Linked DNA regions of Sus scrofa: region 2 is linked to region 1. The links are chromatin contacts, called in public Hi-C maps. All regions are on one chromosome and are shown on one strand. Each heading gives the region's core, a stretch centred on a gene start, on an enhancer-like site or on the middle of the called end of the contact. The rest is flanking DNA. Distances are from core to core; before and after follow the strand shown. Region 1 holds the start of ATRIP (ATR-interacting protein). Region 2 holds the start of P4HTM (transmembrane prolyl 4-hydroxylase).

What was found. A called contact is a pair of places that touch in the nucleus more often than the background predicts.
Region 2: a Hi-C map of embryonic fibroblasts shows a contact between it and region 1, with 1.9 times the contacts expected there. The contact joins the promoter of P4HTM here to the promoter of ATRIP in region 1.

What each region holds. Positions count from the first base shown.
Region 1 is chr13:31,158,151-31,163,789 of Sscrofa11.1, forward strand. It overlaps ATRIP (ATR-interacting protein), which reads left to right and starts at 1,699. Exons shown (of 13, transcript XM_005669525.3): 1 at 1,699-2,045; 2 at 3,708-3,838; 3 at 5,462-5,632. The coding sequence starts at 1,799.
Region 2 is chr13:31,623,637-31,629,206 of Sscrofa11.1, forward strand. P4HTM (transmembrane prolyl 4-hydroxylase) reads left to right here and starts at 3,594. Exons shown (of 9, transcript XM_003132198.4): 1 at 3,594-3,968; 2 at 4,194-4,275. The coding sequence starts at 3,630. It overlaps ARIH2 (E3 ubiquitin-protein ligase ARIH2), which reads left to right. Exons shown (of 16, transcript XM_003132197.6): 16 at 1-197.

The DNA.
Region 1 (5,639 bases), core at 449-2,948:
TGAGATTAAACTTATGCTCTTTTATTTGGTGGAACCTAATCTGTACTGACAAATGAAGTATAATCCTACCTCTTTACAGGACCAGAGACTTGGAACAATTAAGACAGGTGTTCAACATTTGAGCAGCTATCTGAGGGAACCCTCTAGGCCCTGACAACCATCTCCTTTTCATTTACTGCCTTCACAGACACTCATAGGATACTCACAGGCTAAGTTTGGCTCTGGGCATGCAAGAATGAAAAGTTTTGCCCCAGTTCCTCTCCAACACCGTTCCTGTTAACCATCCTGCACATCACTGCTGCCTAACAAAATCCTGTTAGCCACTCAAGCCCAGAAGTCCCCTCTAACACCTTCCCTCTTAGCCAGAGATAACTTCTGCCTAGCACTTGTGTGACCTCCATTTTAGTGTCATATTCTTGTCTGAGGAGTAGTCTTTTTTTTTTTTTTTTTTTTAAGGGTAGCACTCGTGGCATATGGAGGTTCCCAGGCTAGGCATCAAATTGAATCTGTAGCCACTGGCCTACACCACAGCCACAGCAACTCATGATCTAAGCCGTGTCTGCGACCTACACCACAGTCCACAGCAACACCAGATCCTTAACCCACTGAGTGGGGCCAGAGGTCAAACCTGCGTCCTCATAGATACTAGTCAGGTTCATTTCTGCTGAGCCATGACAGGAAGTCCTTGTTTGAGTAGTCTTGTGTGCCATCCTCCTTGCTAACTCTTGATAAAACTCCCACTGAACCTGTAGGACAGCCCAGGTAACACTTAAGGGGGCCTGCCTTGAACTGAGTCTCATGCATTTCTTTTTTGTCTTCTTAGGGCTGCACCCCCGGCATATGGAAATTCCTAGGGTAGGGGTGAATCCGAGCTGTAGCTGCCAGCTTATGCCACAGCCAAAGCAATGCTGGATCCTTAAGCCACTGAGTGAGGCCAGGGATTGAACCCTCATCCTCATGGATACTAGTCGGGTTCATTACCGCTGAGCCACAATGGGAATTCCCTCATGCATTTCTATATGACCAAGCACTTGGGACAAAAACACCTAAGAGCTCTCTGAGAAATGAATGAATGAATATTAACAGCCTGAGCTGTTAGTTCCCACCCCCTCCAACACAGACACACTCTTCTCAGGATCATTCCTTTACTCCTTTTTTTCTATTGACCTACCTCAAATGCACACATTCAAAACATTTACTGTTCTCAAAAAGATGTGTGCTCACAACAGCGCTGTTCATACTCCTAGCCCAGCCCCCCTCTCCAAGACTCCTCCCCAAGAAAGCCTCGAGGTATATGTGAAGTGGTTCAGGCTGGAGGACAGTCAGGTCACAAGGACCCTGAATGTGAATGCTGCCTGCCTCGATTCACGCGTGTGAATGTCCGGGCATGAATTTGTGAATATCAGGAGGGCGAACTCCTCCAGCACAGCAAACCCTATGGGATGTCAAGAAGCTGGCACAGAGCCACCCCGGCGGTGGGGCTGGTGAGTCACCCCAGGTTAACTTGGCTCACATTGCACAAAGCACCCGCCAGGCCCACTGAGTCCTAACCGCCAGTACCTGAGCAGCAAACAGGGTGGGGCCCAGAGGCGGAGAACAAATAGGCAGACACTCAGTTGAGCGCAGTAGCGCGCTCAGATTATGTCATCCCTCCGCGCCTAAGAACTGGCAGCTGATTGGCCCCTTGGCTCCGGGGCGTGGCACAGCGGCTGAGGCAAGTGGCGGCGCGCGAGCGGTTGGTCCCCGCTCCTGGATAGAGGCCGGACTCCGTTCCTTCGGAGACTGGCCGGCGGCAGGCATGGCTGGAATACCCACGCCAGGCAGCAGGAGGCGAAGCGGACCCCCGGCACCCAATCCTGGCCCGCCGCCCAGCCCCGGGCACCCTCCGAGCAAGCGGGCCCGGGGCTTCCCAGCGGCCGCCGCTCCTGACCCCGAAGACCCTTTCGGCGCCCATGGGGATTTCACCGCCGACGACCTGGAGGAGCTGGACACCCTCGCGTCACAGGCCCTGAGCCAGTGCCCGACCACGGGTCGGGACATGTCCAGTGAGTGCGCCTCGGGGCCTTTTCCCCCGAGGATAATGCAGCCCTTGCCAGACCCCCTAGAAGACTGGGGAATCCCTCAGCGACCGCTGCCACGGTGTCTTGCACCCACATTACTCCTTCACCTTTTAAAAATACAGGAACAGCTTGATTTAAGCAGCGGTTGTGCCCGAAAAGGTCCTTTGATTTGGGGGAGAAATATATCAGGAATGTCAGACAGCCTATTTAAAATATAGAAAGCTAGGTTGACATTTTACTTTAGTTCCTATAGTTTGGACCACTAGGATCCTTGGAACATGATTACCACTGCCATCAGAACCCCCACCATTACTACCTACACATGAGGACCCATTCTTAGGACAGGTTTGAGTGGCTTTAGAACTAATGTCACGGCCAAAGCAATGCTGGATCCTTAAGCCACTGAGTGAGGCCAGGGATTGAACTCTCATCCTCATGGATACTAGTTGGGTTCGTTACGGCTGAGCCACAACTGGAATTCCCTCACGCATTTCTATGTGACGAAGCACTTGGGACAAAAACACCTAAGAGCTCTCTGAGAAATGAATGAATGAATGAGCCTGAGCTGTTAGTTCCCACCCCTTCTAACATGGGTCCTTTTCCCTTTTCCCATAAGGATAAGATGGGCTTGGAAGTAGCAAGAGGTAGAAGAGACATTCTTTTATACAACCAATAAATTGTATGAGGTGCCAAACTTTAAGAGCTGCAGACACTTAACAGTGAACAAAAGACAGAAGCCCCTTCCTTCATGGAGCTTACATTCTAGGTGGGAAATAAGTGAAGGCTTGTGGGACTTCACTGACTTCGCTTCATTCCTTGAATTCTCCCTGCTCCTTACCATATAGAAACTGCACATTGCTGTTTCTTATGCATTGAGTATTCTTTCCATCCATTCCCCATCCCCACTCACCTGCTTAATTCCTGCTTGTTCTTCAGCTCTCAGTTCAGTTATCACTTCCCTACAGAAGCACTCCAATCATTCACTTGGATCAAATCTCCTAGTATGGGCTTTCCTATATTTGTTCTTTTCTGCAGCTCTTATAACAATTGTGATTTTACATTTATTCGTGTATTTTTTACTGCCATGTAAGCTGCATGAGTGTAAGGACTGTATCCATTTTGCTCACCACTGTACCTTTCTTTTGAGGCTAAATTGTGCCTGGCATATTGTAGGTCCTCAGTAAATATTGTTGATAATAGACCTCTGAGTTCTGATCAGTGAGACCAGAGCACCTTTCAACTTTAGGTAAGACTCTTAAAAAGGGGTGGGAAGGAATTCCTGCTGTGGCGCAGTGTGTTAAGAATCCGACTGCAGTGGCTTAGGTTGCATCCCTGGCCAGGCACAGTGGGTTAAGGATTTGGAATTGCCACAGCTGTGCCATAGGCAGTCAGTCCCTGGACTGGGAACTTCCATGTGCCACCAGTGTGGCCATAAGTGGAAAAAAAAAAATTGGATGGGGAATGGGGAGAGGTTGGCAGGATCTGTTCTTTCATAAGGATTCAATTATGTTCTTATGTTGGACAATACCTATATTGCTTACTATATCTTTCTCTAATTTGCTTTCCAAAGTGATTATTTTCAGCATTGTCTGGTAAAAATGGAAAAATATTAGGTCCTGAAAAGTACATGGGAACTGTTTTTTACAGATGTTCAAAAGGTCCCCAGATTAGATGGAATGCCAAAAAATCCTACAGGGAAAAAGAGAGAAAGTGCTCCAGTTAAAGATAATTTTGAATTAGAGGTACTTCAGTTACAATACAAAGAACTTAAAGAAAAGGTAAGTGATTTAACTTGTGTTTTTTATAGTTAATTAATTCACGTATGCATATGTTATTAAAATATATATATATATATATATATAAGTTTAAGAGCCCAGACATTCCTACCATGGCATGGCAGTTAAGTATCTGGTATTGTCTTTGCAGTGGCATGGGTTCCATCCAGTGTGGCCACAGTGGCACCACAGGCCACAGCTGTGGCTCAGATTCGATTCCTGGCCTGGGAGCGTCCATATGCCCCGGATGTGACAAAAAGCAAAAAAAGAGTCCAGATTGATCCCCATGAATTGGGAGAAAGCTATGGAAAGAAAGCCAGAAAATTTTGGTGGAACTAAATCCTGAAATTCCTAACAGCCAAAGCAAGAAAGGAAACACTGTAACACTGTATACCATATCAAAAAGAGATACAAACTTGTTATAGCATTGAGATAAATTTATAGCATGTCTTAGTTAAAAAACACATCCTAATGGTTACTATTTTCATTAGCAGTTTTGTAAAAAAGCAGAAGTCCTCCATATGACCCTTTACAGTTCCCTAGAAAAACTAAGAACATAACAGGGAGGGAGTTTCCGTTGTGGTTCAACAGGTTAAGAACCCAGAAAAATGTCCTGAGGATCCCTGGCCTCAGTCAGTGGGTTAAAGATCCGGTGTTGCTGTGCCTCTGTGGTGTAGGTTGAAGATGCAGCTCTCATCCAGCATTGCTATGGCATAGGCCGGCAGCTGCACTCTGATTCAACCCCTAGCCTGGGAACTTATATATGCCCAAGGTGTGGCCATAAAAAAATTAATAATAATGAAAAAAAAGAACATAATATGAGAGTTCCCATTGTGGCACAGCAGAAACAAATCCGGCTAGTATCCATGAGGATGTGGGTTCTATCCCTGGCCTCAATCAGTAGGTCAGGGATCCAGGATTGCCAGGAGCTGTGGTGTAGGTCACAGATGTTGCTCAGATCCCACATGGCTGTGGTGTAGGCTGGCAGCTGTAGCTCCTATTTGACCCCTAGCATGTGGGTGTGGCCCTAAAAGGCAAAAAGGCAAAAAAAAAAAAATACATATATATATATATATATATATATATAAAAAAAACATGGAATTTCAGTTGGGTGAAGTATATGACCCAGATTGTTTAATATATGTTAGAGCCTACAGAACCTTCATGCGTGAGTGACAAGAATATCCTTAAGCTATCTTGCTGAATATCAGCTGTCCCAGGAATAGGCCTAGTAGATTATGGTGATGTCTGGTTGGTACAGATATATTTTGAGTACTCATTGGTCTGTTGGACATGTTTTAAATGTGTTTCTCAGAGTTTCCATCATGGCTCAGTGGTAACGAAGCCGACTAGGATCCACAAGATGCAGGTTCCATCCCTGACCTCGTTCTGTGGGATCTGGAGTTGCTCTGAGTTGTGTAGGTCACAGATGCGGCTTGGATCCCTTGTTGCTGTGCCTGTGGTATAGGCCAGCAGCTACAGCTCCAATTTGAATTTCCATATACCATGAGTGGGGTCCTAAAAAGACCAAAAAAAAAAGTAATTCTCCATCTCCCAGCTACATTTTGAAACAAGTATATATATAATTTTTCCTAACTTTTTACATGATCAATTTGGGATTTACAGATGAAGGCAATGGAAGAAGAAGTCCTCATTAAAAATGGAGAAATTAAAATTTTGCGGGACTCACTGCATCAGACAGAATCCATTCTAGAGGAACAGAGAAGGTCACATTTCCTTCTTGAGCAGGAGAAAACTCAAGCACTCAGTGACAAAGAAAAGGAATTCTCCAAAAAGGTGACCC
Region 2 (5,570 bases), core at 2,344-4,843, 470 kb after region 1:
TTGTGCCCCAAGTGGCTGTCCCTTGTTAACATCACCAGGAATATGGAAAAGATCAGGCAGAATTGTTCTGCCCTGCAAGGGAAGGCAGAGTTTTCATTAATTTACCATAAATCTTTGTTTTCTTCAAAGAAAAAGTTGAGGCAATGTCTGCTCAAAATTGAGTGGTTTATTCAAAATAAACTTAAAAGTTTCTGATTATAAAAGCGTGTTTGGAGTGTTCAGAGGATCCAAGTAGCCTTCTCAGGCAATGCCCCAGGGGATTCTGGCTGGTGAGCACCAAATGGGGTTCTTCCTGTTGATCAGCCCCCTCCTCCAGAGGGCTGCAAAGGCCCCATTTGCCTGACTCTGCACTGCCTTTCTTCCTCTTCTGGGGAGAGAGCACCTGTGGAGGGAAGTGAAATCTGGCAGTTTTGGCTTTCCTTTCCCTCCTTGGGTGCAGACCAAACCATTCCCAAACACGAACAATCCCAGCATGTGGTAATGTGCTGATTCTAATGCCCTTGAGGCTTGCCAAGGCCCTAAGCTGCTTATAAGAAGATCCTTGGGTCCCTTCAAAGCAGATTTGGGAGCAAAGGGCCATGGAGTATGACAAGGGGAAGTTGTGGTTTCACAGGGGCCCTGGGGTTACAAAGAGAAGACTCTAGACAGAGATTGAAGTGTTTGGAGTTTAGTCCCAAAGGTTGAGGACAGGAAATGGAGCTTGGGTTCTTAATTAAGGGGTTACACATTTGTGGTTGTCAGGAGTTGTGGCAACTTCAGTGATAGCTCAGGAGTAAAATCTCCAGAACTGTGGGCAGTACTCACAGGACAGCTGAAGGCAAGGGAGGTCCCAGATGCTGCCTTTCTGAACTCCACAGCTGCTACTTTTTGGACCTCAGATATGCCAGGCCTCATGCTTGGCAACTGGGTATATAATAGTGTGCTCTACTTGTGCTCTACATGGGCTCTACTTCTAGGAGCCTCCAAAACATGGAGGACACAAAATTGGTCACTATTGAATGTTTTCACAGAGGCAGCAAGGCCAGGGACTTCAGAGCAACTGCAGTGAGCAGAGTATCAATGGCCTTGGCACCATACCCTTGGTGATCTTAGATCAAAAGATAGCACATTAAAAAAAACAAAACACATTCTAGCAAAGTGTGGTGGAAGGATTTTCCATATATCCCTCAGGGCTTCATGCAACAATCTGAGCATTATCTTTGTACTGAACTATTATTTTTGGCCCTGAAAGCACAAAAAGTCCAATTTTTGTTATTGAGATTAGAAAACAGATTGGTACAAGGCCCAGACTTGGCTGTGTATCATGATTGAGGAGGGGTTGCCATTCCCATGAGGTGAGAGGTTTAGGCATCAGAGTTCCCGTTGTGGCTCAGTGGTTAATGAATCCGACTAGGAACGATGAGGTTGCGGGTTTGGTCCCTGGCCTTGCTCAGTGGGTTAAAGACCTGGCGTTGCCGTGAGCTGTGGTGCAGATTGCAGACGTGGCTCGGATCCCGCATTGCTGTGGCTGTGGCGTAGGCCGGCGGCTGTGGCTCCGATTGGACCCCTAGCCTGGGAACCTCCACATGCTGCAAGAGCAGCCCAGGAAATGGCGAAAAGACCAAAAAAAAAAAAAAAAAAAGGTTTAGGCATCAAAAAGGCCATAGGTCTTAAAATGCCAAGAAATTATACTTTATGATTTGGTTGTGACATTCTCACACCCTACAGCAGGCAGAGCAGAAAAAGAGGATGAGGCACCCCCCACTTCCCACCCAACTTGCTTGTCTTTGTGGTTAGCACAGAAGGAGCTGTACATAGCAGTAAGCATAACTCAATTGGATACAGGTAATAGGAAAGTAGGAGAATGCAGTTCAGGAAAATAAGGAACATGGACATTATTGTGGTTACCTAAAAGGCTACAAAGGAAATGGTCTCAACATTCATTTATGGATACCAGAAAAGTATGACATCTGGAATTCATTTCAGGAAGAGGGCGCCAGGTCCTCAATGCCTCTGTCTTTGCCTTCATGTAGGGAGCATCCAGGCTTGCCAATGCCCTGCACAACTCAGTTCCCACTCCATCTGAAGCAGAATGCTGGACCACTGGTGTTATTTGGTCAGCGTCCCAGCTTTGGCTGAACCCCAGTGGCTCCTGTTGCCACCTGCCCTCCCTCCTTGAAAAAACATCCAGAACTTCTGTTGGACAGTGTTTTTCTTAAATGCATTTTTTTTTTTTTTTTGTCTTTTGTCTTTTGTCTTTTTGTTGTTGTTGTTGTTGCTATTTCTTGGGCCGCTCCCGCGGCATATGGAGATTCCCAGGCTAGGGGTTGAATCGGAGCTCTAGCCACCGGCCTACGCCAGAGCCACAGCAACGCGGGATCCGAGCCGCGTCTGCAACCTACACCACAGCTCACGGCAACGCTGGATCGTTAATCCACTGAGCAAGGGCAGGGATCGAACCTGCAACCTCATGGTTCCTAGTCGGATTCGTTAACCACTGCGCCACGACGGGAACTCCCATGGACAGTGTTTTTCTGTAATATCTTAAGGAGATTGATAAGATAGTCCCTAAGGATGACTGGATGAATAGATGAACCCATGTTCTTGGGTATAGATGAAACCTTTCATTGGGTGTGGAATCTCTAAGAGAATGAGAGGTGGGCCTGCCCTGAGCAGACCAGAAAATGCACATTCTACTTTTCTGGGAGGAAGTTGGAGGGTGCAGGAGTGTTAACAGGATAAGGAGAAACCACCAGCAATGATGTTGCTCTTGTCTCTGCATGTCTACCTGGAGGTTACTGGGAGCACAGAGCATGCCAAGGCTTTGGCACTTGACCAGTGGTATGTCCTCCCATCTTACTTGGCCATAATCTGAGTTGAATTTAACTCTGAGGCATTGGTGTCTCAGTTATGGAAAAGTCTTGTTTCTCCCTCTTAATATGTACCAGCTTTGAGGCAAGGAGTGTTCCTGTGCACCTGAGCACATGCATTTCTGCCGGAAACCCCCTCTGACCACCACAGGCTGGGTCCCCCATCTTTGCGGCCTCGTTCATCAGGGAGTTTCTTCCTAAGCCCTGACTCCTGCAGGCCTCCCTGGGAAGTTCAAACCAACCACAGAGGAGACCTCCAGGGCGTTTTTGTCCTCTTACACCAGCGAGTGTCAGTGCTCAATGCCATGTCAGGCCCACAACATCACATACGCAGGCATCGGCCTCCATGGCGCCCCCAACCAGCCGCAGTATTGAGTCATCGTTTGGCATTGCCTCCTTGCTGCCACCTCACTCCCTCCCAGGAGCGAGAAAATGCAGACCACACTTTTCAGGGAAGAGGGAAGCGCGTCCTAACTGGGGAACAGAGAAACTACCAGGGGCATTTCCTGTAACTGGTGGTCTTTTCTGCTTCTACACTTGATGGGTCGGCTTTTGCCTTAGGGAATGTGTATCTCCGCCTGATGATAATCCAGCTCGGGAAGAAAAACTCCAGTGTGGGCCCGGGTCCAAGGCGCAGAGATAGTGAGTTCCGCACGGGCGCGGCATCCCGGGTCACAGTCTTCCTAGTAACCTCGGCGCGCGCAGGCTCGCCGGCGGTTGTCCGGGCGACGGCGCGGCGAGATCGGCCCCTCCCATTGGCGCGTGCGCCACTTGGGCGCTATGGCTGCAGCTGCGGCGGCCGCAGGCCCGCGGCGGGAGGACTCGAGTCCGCAGTGGACGCCACCCCCGCGCGAGCCGGTCGGAGCAGCGGCCGGGCTGGGCGACTGCGAGGATGCACCGGTCCGGCCGCTGGGTAAGCCCCGCGGCATCTGCTCGCGCGCCTACTTTCTGGTGCTGATGGTGTTCGTGCATCTGTACCTGGGCAACGTGCTAGCGCTGCTGCTCTTCGTACACTACAGCAACGGTGACGAGAGCAGCGACCCTGGGCCCCAGCGCCGCACCCAGAGCCCCGGACCTGCGCCAACCTTGGCTCCCCTCACCCGGCTCGAGGGCATCAAGGTGAGGCTTCTTGCCGCCGCCGCGCGCTACAGGCCCTGCACCGCCTAGCCCGTGACGGCTGGCGCTGTGCCCGGGGCTCTATACTGCACCTGCGCCACTCGGGTCGTGCTGCGCGCACCCCTTTACTCGCTGGCCCACCCCCGGGCTCCAGGCCGGGGCGCCTTTTCCCTCCTTCGGCCCTTGCGGCCTGGCTCCCCAGCTTTCCGCTGTGCCGCTTTCCCTTAGGTGGGTCATGAGCGCAAGGTCCAGCTGGTTGCCGACAGGGATCACTTCATCCGAACCCTCAGCCTCAAGCCGCTGCTCTTCGGTAAGTCCCCTTGGGCGCCCCTGGGAAGGTCCAGAGCCTTCGATTCGGTAGCTGCCTTGAGGCTCATTTGAGCACGTGACTTATGTTTTGAAAATGGCTGCTTCAAAGTAGCCCTTTTTTTTCCACTCAGGTTGCCCACTTCCTGCCCCTGTTACCTCCACAATAGAGTGACAGGGTGACCTTTCCACACTCCCCTCTGTGACTCCAACTCTCTGATCCTTCCATCACAGGGCTGGGCATTGTGAGGGAGAACTAGTGTCTAAACATTTCATTGAAACTGCCTTTGGATACTCGCTGCCATGGTTAATTCTGTCACATTTTAGATTAGGGGGAGGGGCAGAGAGACTGCTAACCAGGTCCTAGCTGATTGCCTGGCCTCTGAAGGGAAGTCCTCCCAAAGTGGGCCCTGTGGTCTGATAAGAAATAGGCTATTCAAGTGTGGATAAGCTGGTGCCTGCAAACCCGCCCCACAAGGGCACCAGCCTTTGCTGCCATCACTCCAGGATTCCTCTTAGGATGGATTTTCATGTTCAGCCATTACAGTAGGTCACCTTCCAGGGTGACCTCATTTGGAACCAGATTCATAGCTCACATTTTCTGAGCTCTTGTTATATGCTAGCCTGCATGTGATCACTTCATTTAAATCTCACAACTCCTCTACGAGGTGAGTGTAGATCCCGCTGTCAGGCTAGTTGGTGAGAAAGTGAGGCACAGAGAGCTGAGGTTGCTTGGCCAGCCTCACACAGCTAGTTCAGGGCAAAGCTAGGATTTGAACGAGGCAGCCTTTCTCCAGAGCCTGCACTTGAAAGCCAGTGTGCTAGCTGTGAAGCCTCTTAAGGCCTTCAAAGAGCACCAGTGTCAACAAAATGGAGGTCCCCAGACCCATGACCTTGCTTGGGGCAGGTTACCCAGTCCAGTCCTGGGTACCCAGCCTCAGTGACACATCTGCCGTCCTGAAGTGTTCCTGGCTGCTGGGGGATGGAGTGGTTAAGGGGCTTTCAGGAGGGGACTGGAAACCAGAGCAGAGCATCTCAGCACATGCTGTTACCCCTAGGATGGAGGGCCCTGGTTAGGAATAATGCCTAGACCTGTGAGAATGATTTCACATGTATGCTATTTGAGGGGAAATAGGTTATGGTGTCAGTCCAGTTGTTGGAAGGGCTCTAAAATATTTATTATTGTTATTATTATTTTTTTAATTAAAAGAAAATTTTTGCTTTTTAGGGCCGCACCCACGGCATATGGAGGTTCCCAGGCTAGGGGTCTAATCGGAGCTACAACTGCTGGCCTGCACC